Regions from separate parts of the Gossypium hirsutum genome. Here region 2 is linked to region 1. The links are chromatin contacts, called in public Hi-C maps. All regions are on one chromosome and are shown on one strand. The core of a region is the stretch at or near the end of the contact, and the rest is flanking DNA. Distances in the headings are between cores, read along the strand shown.

The links. A called contact is a pair of places that touch in the nucleus more often than the background predicts.
Region 2: a contact with region 1 is called in a Hi-C map of leaf, with 2.1 times the contacts expected there. The contact joins the enhancer-like site here to the promoter of LOC107888779 in region 1. A contact is called at or near these places in 2 of 34 Hi-C or Micro-C datasets (both in leaf).

What each region holds. Positions count from the first base shown.
Region 1 is chrA09:46,225,233-46,231,101 of Gossypium_hirsutum_v2.1, reverse strand. LOC107888779 (NF-X1-type zinc finger protein NFXL1) reads left to right here and starts at 4,178. Exons shown (of 2, transcript XM_016812982.2): 1 at 4,178-4,483; 2 at 4,691-5,869. The coding sequence starts at 4,806.
Region 2 is chrA09:46,504,251-46,510,370 of Gossypium_hirsutum_v2.1, reverse strand. No RefSeq gene overlaps it. Among protein-coding and RNA genes, the nearest start is that of LOC121207388, 23 kb to the right of the region's middle. Within about 2 kb of position 4,785, at least 6 of the 9 cell types and tissues checked have an H3K27ac peak or open chromatin away from gene starts, as enhancers often do. A contact at or near this core is called in leaf, where this site is marked.

The DNA of each region.
Region 1 (5,869 bases), core at 2,929-5,428:
TATGTGTATTTTGTGATTTTGTGAATTAAAGACTAAAGTCAAAATATGAAAATATGAGGGCTAATTTGCAAAATGCCTAAATATGTGTTTATGGATTGATTTGAATGATTTGTTGAATAAAAAAGCTAAATTTGAATATGTTTAGATCAAGAACCAAAGAAAAGGAATTAGATCGGGGGAAAACGAAAGTTGTTGAATAGTTGCTCGTTTCCGTTCATATCTGTACGATGTAAGTCGATATACAAATAAACATGTTTAAGTTAAATTATTTATGTTTATATGAAATTGAATTGTGATGAATGATTATATGAGTTGAGCATAAGATATCCGAAAAAGTATCGACAAAGTTTCGACGTCCGAAAAGCCCCGTACGAACCATATGAATAGTTAGGATACATATGTCATGACATAGGATCCGATATGTGTTTTCATGTAAGACCGCATCTGGGACGTTGGCATCGACTTATGATTTACGTGTAAGACCATGTCTGGGACATCGGCATCGTATTTAATTTCATGTAAGACCCTGTCTAGGACAGTGGCATCGATATTTGATTACATGTAAGACCAAGTCTGGGACGTTGGCATTGTATGAGCTTTCCTAGCTATCCGAGTATCCTTATTGATTCCGAACGATTCAACGGGCATTCCAAGAAAATCAATGACTATGTGAACATGTATCCAATTCAGGCACGTATGAAATGTATATTAAGTTTGAGAATGAAAGGTAAGTATATGTTTATATGTGTGAACATATAAAGTATATTTGTATTATATAGAAATGTGATGTACATGTGAGCAAATGGTTCTAAGTATTTGAGCTAAATGAGAAATATGAACTTGACATTGAATTATGCTATAAATCATATAAATGATTTGTTTATAGTTGTGATTTGTGATAAGTTTATTTGTATATGGCTTACTAAGCTTTTGAAAGCTTACTTTGTGTGTGTTTGCATTGTTTTTTTAAATATCGTAGCTATCGGGAGCTCGAGGATCATCGAGGATCATCACCACACTATCAAACTCTATTTTGGTAGATTTTGAAAATATAAATATTGGAGTATGGCATGTATAGGCCAGAGGTAGTTGAATATGTTTGTAAAGTGTATATTGAGCCATGTGATATGGCTTAATTATGGTTGAACTTATGGTTTGATTTTGGTATATGATATGTGATACAAATTATGCATATGCGATGTGTTCTTGAATGGACAAGTGAATTGGTCAATTTGGTATGTTTTGGTGTGTGTTTATTTGATGATTTGGCATAATTTGGTATGGTTATTGAGCATGAAATTGGTTGATAACGATATGGCATAATTGGTGTATGTATTGGTTGTGAAATGGTTAAACATTTGGTATGCAGCTGATGCTTATTTGTTGCTAGTAAGGAGGACCCTTAATGGGTGGCATTTTGGCCGTGTAAATGGCCTATTTTTGCCTACACGGGCATAGACACGAGCGTGTGCCTCAGCTGTGTTACTCGAGGGCTATTTCGAAATGAGCCTGGGCAAACCACACAGTCGCACACACGGGCGTATGCTAGGCCGTGTGGCCAAGTCAGTTTCAACCACGAGCTAGACACATGGACGTGTGACTGGCCGTGTGACTCAAGTCAGTAGCCTCCCTAATTTTCACACAGCCTGGCACACGGACGTGTCATGTGGCCGTCTGGACAAGTCAGTATGTATGCCCTATTTTTACACGACCTAGACACACAGGCGTGTCTAAAGCCGTGTGAGGCACACGGCCTATTCACACGAGCATGTGACCTGTACAACTTTGAAAAATGTTTAAGTTTTTGAAAAATTTTGTATGAGCTCGGTTTAGTCCCTACCCCTTTCTAATGCATGTTTAAGGTCTCGATGACCTATATAAGGGACTCTATGGTAATGCTTGAATATGATTGTGGATGAGGTATATGAATTATTCGTAAAATGTTCCTATTTGTCTGGTAACACCTTTGACCTCAGCGACAGATACGGGTTAGGGGTGTTACACTCACACACTCCCGTGTGGCCCACACAGCCCAATTGGCTCAGATTGTGTGTCTCACACGGCTGTGTGGTGTCAACAATCCCCTTTTTCGGCTTTCGCTATTCGCTATTTTCTCGGATTTTTGTTACACACCTGATTCGATTTGATACGGAAGCAATCACAAGACTTGCCGAACCTAAAAACAATGTTCAATCGACTAAATTAGCCATGATTCCTCAATTTTTTTTTCCCAAATAACTCACTCGATCAAACGCGAATATATGCATTACTAAATCCAAAATTGAACTCTTAAGCATTCAACAACTTACCAAACGTCCACAACAATTCCTCACACAATTAATTCGCAGAAGGGGAAATTCGGCCTTTTTTATTAATACCTAACAACGAATGTTTCATAAAATTAACCCATGCTCCAAAAGAGTAATTAAAGCATTAACCATGAACCCTTATAAAAATCTAGAGAGAACATTTACTTACCAGAACCCAGAAATTTACAATCGCAAAGAGAGCAGAGATTGATCCTCACCAACACAAGAACAAAATTGAAAGCACCACCACACAGGAATCAAGAACCGATTGAAGTGAAAGAAAAAAAAATGGAAAGAAGCGACGCACAAAACGATAGAACAAACAAACAAACGAAAGAAACAAAAAAAATAATAAGAAGAAACAGACGTGAAACTATTGGGGAATGTGGGAGTAAAAAATTAATTAAAAAAAAAACAAAATGAACATGAAACAGAGGGGGGAAACGTGGGGTATTTTGGGAAAAGGAAAATTAATTAGTTAATTAAAACCTATTTATTTAAAAAAATCAAATCATATCCCACTTTCAACTTGCTGACAAAGGGTTTTGAACTCATAACCAAAAACATGCATTCAAGGCCGTAAATAATTAAAGTAAATAATTTATTATAACGTATTTTATCATTGATATCAAAGATTAGATTTTTGGGACGTTACACTTTTTTTATAAAATGAGATTATAAGTTATGACAAAAATATATCATCTTTAACGTAATTACTCTACTAAATTATAGTGAGATTTATTTCCAAAATAAATTATATTTTTCATGAGGACTCGAGTTAAGCTTCTAGCTTAAAGAGAGATTTAATTTTTAAAATTTAATTGTGTAATTGGTTCGTATTTTTAGAGCACATTTTCTATAAAAACTGATGGTTCGAAAAAAGTGAAGAAAAATATGTTGGCAGAAAGCTGGAAACGACTAGACTACTTAGTAAAAAACATAGATAATAAAAGTAATAAATTTGGTAAAATTTATTACTATAAATAATAAAAAGGCTTGATTTATAAAATTTTAAAAGCTATCAAAATTTTCCAATGAGTTACTTTGGATTGCATGCATGCGGTTGGCCAGGTAGATTGCCTTCGCCAGAACCCGATGCTCTTCCCCTCCTTCATGCATGGTGGTTGATGTGAACAATACTAAGGTTGTTTTAGGGTTGGTTTATCTATATCTTAGTTGTTTTATAAAATTGAAACAAATTTTATTAAAACTTATATATTGTTTTATTTAATGTTATTGCGGTTTAATTATAGTTCTATTAATTGCTTCATAATGTGATTATTTATTTAAGAGTTATTATTTATTTATATTTCGAGAGGAAGAATAGAATTTCTTGAGATCGAATTTAAGTTTTGGATGCTTACAACATATTTAATTTTAAAACAATTATGTTATAAGAATTATTGTTTAATTATAATATTATAATAATATTTTTTATTATTAAATGTTAATATAATAAAATAATCAACAACAAAGATAATATTTTAAATTTATCTTAAACTTGTGCGTAATTTAGATTAGCAGCCGGAAATACTGTTCTAAAACATATTTTAAATTGAAAAGGAATAGAAATGAAATATTGATTGGGGAGAGGTGAAATTCAATTTCATAAAGTCAGTCTAATATTTGTATTAATCAATTATAAATAATTTATTTAATTAATTATTAAAATATAAAATTGGTAACATACATAATAAATGAAAATAATAGAAAGAGCCATATCCAAGTGGGTAGCTCAGGCCTGAGGGCACCGTTTCTAAGAGTGCAAATTGGGCAATTTCTACATTAAACTGCTATGTAGAATTCGGGCCAAGGCCCATGGAGATGCAGGTGAGATAAGGCGGCTGAGTCAAGCCCCTTGAGTGGGCAGCAAGGATGCACGCCATTGCCAGCCGTATGCATATGCTTGAAAGTTGAAACATCATAACATGCCCATATTTTAACTCGGTTGTTTTATGGTGACGAATTAGTCTCGTTTTCCTTTAGCCCCAAGCCAATCCTTCCCTATATATACTCCCCCTCTCCCTCTCCCTCTCCCTCTCCCTCTCCATCTCCACCCTTTCTACCTGTCGGTTTTCTCATTTTCGAGAAAAGGGAGACCCCCCTCACTTGTTATGCCCCCACACAAACAGGAATCATAAGCATTAAGTTTTGGTTTTCATTTTCTTCATCAGGTGCGTTCCCTTTCTCATCTCTTTGCATGATTCCAGATTTGGTTTTTGGGATTTCCTGTAACCGAGATGTTTTTCTCTTTTTGATTGAATATCAATTTTCTCAACTATTCGTTTGATTCTTTTGTTTGTTTTGCCTATCTGTTTACCCTTTCGAACCAAGGGATTGCTGGGGTTATTGATGTTCTTTTTATTTTTGTGGTATTACAGTTTTAGGAGGAGGATCAAAGCTATAAAGTTAGTATTTGAATCTTTTGTTTCGTCCACACACACACAAAAAAATTCCATCGGATTTACAAAGTTCGTTGACTTCAACTACAAAATTATGAGCTTTCAAGGCCGAAATAGATCAAGAAACCCTTCACAAAGCACTCGTCAAGAATGGGTTCCTAGAGGATCTTCATCCACAACCACCACCGTTGAAAGCAGCTCAACGGCCGCCTCTAATTCAACCCCTAATGTCAATCAAACCTCAACACGAAATGATAATAGGTACAGACAAACTGGTCGGCCCACCAACCATAGGAGAGATAGGGAAAAGGGAAGGAGTGAGACTCAGGTGGCGGTAAGGAAGGAGGTTGATCCTAATTTGCCACAGCTTGTGCAGGAAATTCAGGACAAGCTTATAAAGAGTACGGTTGAATGTATGATTTGTTATGATATGGTACCGAGGTCTGGTGCTATATGGTCGTGCTCAAGTTGTTATTCTATCTTTCACCTCAATTGTATTAAGAAATGGGCGAGGGCACCCACTTCTGTTGATTTGGTGGCCGAGAAGAATCAGGGTTTTAATTGGCGTTGTCCGGGCTGTCAGTCTGTGCAGTTCACATCCTCTAAGGAGATACGGTATGTTTGCTTTTGTGGAAAGAGGACCGACCCTCCTTCTGATTTGTACTTGACTCCGCATTCATGCGGGGAGCCCTGTGGAAAGCCCCTTGAGAAGGAGCTGGGATTAGGTTCTAGGGTGATGAAGGATGAACTTTGCCCTCATGTTTGTGTCTTGCAATGTCACCCTGGTCCATGTCCTCCTTGTAAGGCGTTTGCTCCACCACGTTTGTGTCCTTGTGGTAAGAAAGTTATTACAACCAGATGTTCTGATAGGAAGTCGGTTCTTACTTGTGGTCAGCGGTGTGGTAAACTTCTTGAGTGTGGGCGCCATCAGTGTGAACGTATTTGCCATGTCGGAGCTTGTGATCCTTGCAAAGTTCTAATTAATGCCCCCTGTTTCTGCAAGAAAAAGGTTGAAGTTGTCGTCTGCGGTGACATGGTTGTGAAGGGAAAGGTGAAAGCAGAAGATGGCATTTTTTCTTGTAGTTCAACGTGTGGAAAGAAGCTTAGATGTGGTAACCATTACTGTGATGAAAATTGCCATCCTGGTCCTTGTGGGGA
Region 2 (6,120 bases), core at 3,536-6,035, 280 kb before region 1:
TTAATGAGCTCGGATCTGAATTACCAGTCTAGGCTAAATTCAGACCCTAATAGGATTACCCGTTCGGGCTAATCCCTCAATGCACATATATTCTTCGGGAGGCTCGATCATTCAAGAAACACCCGTCCGGGCTAGATCATTTCCATACTCGAGATCACGGATTACCCGTCTGGGCTAAATCCTTACTGCAACACATGCAGGATCTCTTTACACCTATCAATGAGGGATTATCCATTGAATTCCTTTTGTCAACCTCATCCGAGACATTTTTCACATGTTACCATCAAATATGCATTTCCATGATATTTCATGCTAATAATAAATGCAATCATTATGCATTCATAAATCATTCAATTATGCATATTAGGGGTTTACTTTAAGTTATCCGAGCTTACCTAGTATTCTTTTCGGAGTTGTGTTTTGGTTATTCCGAAACCTTGCGTTTACCTCAATCGACCTCCGGAATTTGTTCCTCGGGGTCTATAACAGCAAAATTAACTCATTAATACCCCACCTTATGCATTTCAAGTTTAATATCTACCCCCAGTCCAAATGACCGTTTTGCCCCTAACCTTTCACATTTTTGGGATTTAGTCCCTAGGCTCGTATAATGAAACATATGCACTTTCTATCTTACCCAAGCCTAGCCAAACAATTTTTCTTCTTATGGTAGCCCACATTATCCATTATTTTCTCATTTCTACCATACATTTACATCTTTTGCAAAATAGTCCCTATAAGGGTTTTTCATAAAAATCAACTAGGAAAAGATGTTTAATACACATTCATCTTTCATATTCCTCCATAATCCATCAAAATAAAAGTAACTCATGCATGCGTAATTTTTTTAAACATGAACCCTAGCATGAAATATGGATAGAAAAGGAGAGAGCAAGCTATCGGGATTTCAAAAATACAAAGAGCATGAAAAACGGGGCTTGAGAGCACTTACTATTGAGCTTGGAAGGCTTGAAAACCCTAGCTATGGAGACTTGGGAATTTCAGCTGGATGAAGGAGGAAATGAGCTGATTTTGGTTCATTTTTCCTATTTTATTTCATAAAAAAACTTAATGACCAAAATGACCAAAATGCCCTTTCTTTAAAATTTCATCCACGCAAGCCCATTTTTGTCCAAAAATTTAGAATTTGGGTAAATTGATCTCCAAGACCTTCTAATTCATAACCCAAAGCAATTTCATACAAATTTCTTCTAGAAATCAAGTTTTGCAATTTATTCAATTTAATCCCTAATTTCCAATTGAACATATTGCTCAAAGAATTTCTTCATGAAACTTTAACACATGCTTATACTCATATTCTAGGCCTTATAATAATCATAAAATAAATATTTTGATGTCTGATCTGTGGTACCGAAACCACTATTTTGACTAGGCCCTATTTCGGGATGTTACACTAAAAAAATAAATAGGAAGCACACTCCGGAACACTTTCGCACCATGGACAATTTAATAAAAGTAGGAAAGTAAGTTCTCTCTATAAATCGGTAAAATTCACAATTCCAAAAGAAATAGAATTGATTCTTTGTAAATAAATTATCACTACTTTCTAGATGAATAACAACATATGAATGATATGTGAATAGCTCAATTGATGCTCTCTATTTATAGAGAAAAATATAATAGTTCTTGTTGAATGAGTCTTGAATAAATAATATTATTTAAATAGAAATACAAAATAAATATTATTTAATCAGTTAAGTTAATTAAATTAACTAAATTAATTTCTCAATTAAATAATTTTTTCAACCCAGTTTTAATTTCATTAAAGTGATAACTTTATTGTAATAGAATCTATGAGGAAATATATTTAATTTCCTTATTCAACGATTTCGTAATGACTATTAATTTAATGCCATCTTCAAAATTCAATTATTTAATAATAAAATAATTAAATAATAACTTGAAGAAATTTAAATTAATTCTCAAATCATTTCTTTACTTAGCGAGGAAACGCATTCACTGTCAATAGTGATACACACGATCTATTTCTTTTACTTCTTTGTTTCTATCCATTTCAATCTATTGGTTCTACATGCAATTTGTTTCTAGTTATCTTGAGCTAGTGCAGGGACCAATTGGACATATATAATTAGACATCAAATAATTTATAATTAAATTTTGGCTTTTCGCCTATTAATAATAACAATATTTAGTCACAAAGTCATTCCACTAAAGTATCGTGACTGAACTCTCCCTTATTACATACCATTAGGAAAGCTACTTAATAAGTGTTCATCCAATAACCTTGTCATAAGTATGTTACCCTCATAGGATATCTTTACCATTAGGAAAGCTACTTAATAAGTGTTCATCCAATAACCTTGTCATAAGTGTGTTACCCTCATAGGATATCTTTAATCTATTTGGGATAAATTCGTTCTCCCATATGATCCTATTTTATCTCATAGTAACCATTACATCTTCCTTAATTAAAAGTGAAATACTATCAAATAGTAATTAAATCATTTATCACAAATACAAATGATCCGTGATCATATTTTACTTTTCATCTATCATATAATGTCGATGAGAGGATTTTATTTACCTTTCTTTGAGGTATGAATTCTACTATTGTGGAATGGTGCTACATATTATAGAAGTCATATACTCAAAGTACCAACTTTCAGTTTCTTATTTATTTAAACTTAAGTTTTTATTTACATCAAAGTATATGAGTCACACATACATAGTCAATCATCCACTCAAGATATTATATCACACTATGAATGTTACAAGTGAATAAATCCATAAACGGATCTAAGATCTATTCTACTTGGCATCTATCCAACGTACTATCAATTTAGTCAGTCATATTTATATCTTTATCTTCTGGAAGTCATTTGTTCCAATACCTAAGATAAGTTATCTCCCCAATGGGACTTGATAAACATCATATTAATCTTTCAATCGATTTGCTGGTTTCCGATTAAACTAATGACATGTTTATATTATCTACTAATGTAAGTTGTATTTTTGTATTATGATCCGACCACGTAAGGAAAACCCAGTAAGAAAAATATACAAAAGATATTAATGTAATTAATGAATCTTTTAAACATTAATGTATCTTTTTTTAAACCAATTTCATCTTTTTTTAAACCAATTTCTTCGAAAAATACAAGTATGCATAGATGAAAATACTATATTAAGAGCACTAAATCTCAACATTAAGTTCCCAGAGCGAGTTAAGAACTTAGAAGTGAGTGATCTATACCTTTAGATACAGAAGTGAGGTTGTTGTGCCAGAGTGTCATAATGACTTAATTCACTTGTTGTATTGGGATTAAAGATAGTGAATTTTCTTATTGAGCTAAGCTCCGCAAATATAGGGAAACAAAATTACGTGAACAATTTTGCATACCGTATTTTTCTACTGTGTTTATCACAGTGCCATCTGAAGTACCCACTTCCACGGTCACTTTGACCACCACTTACACACTCTGTTTTTATGAGAAATTATCGACTTTAGTCTCCAACAAAATCATAGCTCGAGGAAATAGTAGATAGCATCCTCTCCATGGTATTGTCTAGATTATAAATATGGAACATGGTCATGAGTCATTTGTCCAAAACAAATAATTTCATCATTATCATTAGAGAAGATACAATAGAGACCACGAGATCAAAAGGAATTTAAGTAATTGAGCACATTTGACCTAAAGGGATTACAAATATCCTATGAGGACAACACATGGATGACAAATGTCATTTAACTAAGGCTTGACAAAATTATATTTAGTAATGATATATACACGCATATAATTAATCCAAATATTTCATTTACTAAAATCATCGCAATTATAAAAAATTTCCCATAACATTTCTTAAATTATTAGCAAGAATTTCCGAAGAAAAACTTAGTGGAAATCCATGTACCTATGCCCCAAAATCTGCAAAATGGAAATATATATCTTCTGGTTTTCTCCTTTAACAAATTGAATGAGAAGAATGAAATTGTTAATGGATGATGGGCCACATGAATCAGATACAGATTCGTATCCATAATTTTGATGTTAGCTCCTGGATTAGACCTCCACAGATCAAGTAGAGTTCTTTCCGTAGCATTGAAACAAATCGACCTTTCGCCGAAGAACTTCTTGACTAGATAGAGATCATGGTTTATGTCTTCAGTTTGTATCTCCTTTAGTTCCTGGTCTTTATTTAAAATATATGTTGAAACACATTCTTCGAGTTTTATTTCTTTTAAGATTTCCTAGCATCTTTGACTTATAAATAAATAGTTTGACAACCTTTGTAGTTGTATTTTTATTCATCAATAAAATTCTATTTTAAAGTTTTACTTTTCTCCAGATGTTTAAAGATTCATCCTAATTTAATTACTTGTTGACTTATCAACTTATTCTCACTGTTAATCCGAGAGATGGTAAGACACATTCAATCCTTTATTTCAGTTTTGTTAAATTCATTTTCTTGTATAAGTTTGGCATCGATAACCCTAATAAAAATGGGCATCAAACAAGGACATTATTGAATCCTTTTGCTTTGAGAAGCAATGAAACTGGGATGACGTCAAAGGATATTATTAGCAGCCCAATTTGCAACTTGCCAAGAAGCATGTAAGATAAAAGCAAAGCAGTAAAGAGACATAAGAAGGCAAAGGCAAAAGGCAAAGAGGAAGGGCATCCCTCAACACACATTTCTTATCTTTTGTGTGTGTATTTCTTTTCAATCGTGTGTCAGAGAAGAGCCCAATGGGGCGGTGGGTGCTGCTAATTATTTTATGCTTCACATTCCACGTTAACCCTATACTCCTTACGTGTCCAGACCCCATACACTCCCTTCCACACTTGGGTTCTCCTTTTCTCAATAATATCTTCACAACTGGCATTTCCTTTTCTTTTTCCTTATCCTGATCACAGATTCTTTATTACCTTTACACTTCGATTTTGAAATTGGTATTCATCGATTGTTTTAATCAATCAATTCAGTTTAATGAATTTTAAAACTTTAAGTCCTTCCTTATAAATTAATGTAATACATATATAATTAGTATTTTCTCTGTATTTTTACATGTTGAAGTAGATTTCAACAATTCCATTATATTTTAATTTATGGGTCCTTTAATTTTAAAAAATTATTTTAGTTTTATATTTAATTATTCGGAAAATTAATCTTTATTAATTTTTACTAATTTTTTTAAAAATTAAAAAATAAAAAACAAAAAATTAAATGAGAACTATGCTATTTATTAAGTAGACTAAGCTTAATTATCTTTAGATAAGTTGAAAGAAAATTGATGTGACCACATATAATATCGTGTCAACGTCATATCAGTGGAGTATCCAATTCATGTTTTTTTATCTTTTCAACCTTTTAGCCCATTGACTCAGATATTATTAGTGATTTTCCGTTTTTCTTTTCTAAATTTCACTGTTACAAGAATAATAATACCTCCGAATAATTACAATATAAAATTTAGTCAAGTGGACAAAAAATTGGATTTTTCTATTCTCAAGCTAAATATGTAAGTAATTATAAAATAAAAAAGTTATTTAACATTAAAATTCTCAATTAACTTGGCTTCAATTCAAATTATTTGTCACTTAAATCAGTAATTTATTGCCATATTTTATCATTTATTAGAAACATTGTAAGTCAATATTTGTATTTTTTAATTTAATTAATTATTTGTGCTATTTATAATATTTTTAATTGAATTGTTTTCAGTAAATACAACATTAATTTAGTTAAAAAATTATAAATTAAAATTTTAAAAGCAATAAGATTTATTATAAATAATTATGTTTTTAATAATTTATAATTAGCTTTTTAAATTAAATAGTTTAAGCAGTTGTAAAATACTAAATTTTAATTTTTATGTTAAGAAGGAGAGGTTCCAAAGCATGCATGCCGTTTTTGAGGTATTGTAGCTTGTGCTTTCCCCTTTTGGATTGGAATATATAATATTGAGAACAATAATTCTATGCTCTCTCTCTCTCTCTCTTAGTCATGCGAATGTCACCAGAAATGATTTGATTGATTTGATTGAATGCTCTAATCAAAATAAGGGTTTTAAGTAATTTCTTAAATCTCAATTTGACTTTTCTTTCAAAATTGATATTTGATTTTTTTTATCTA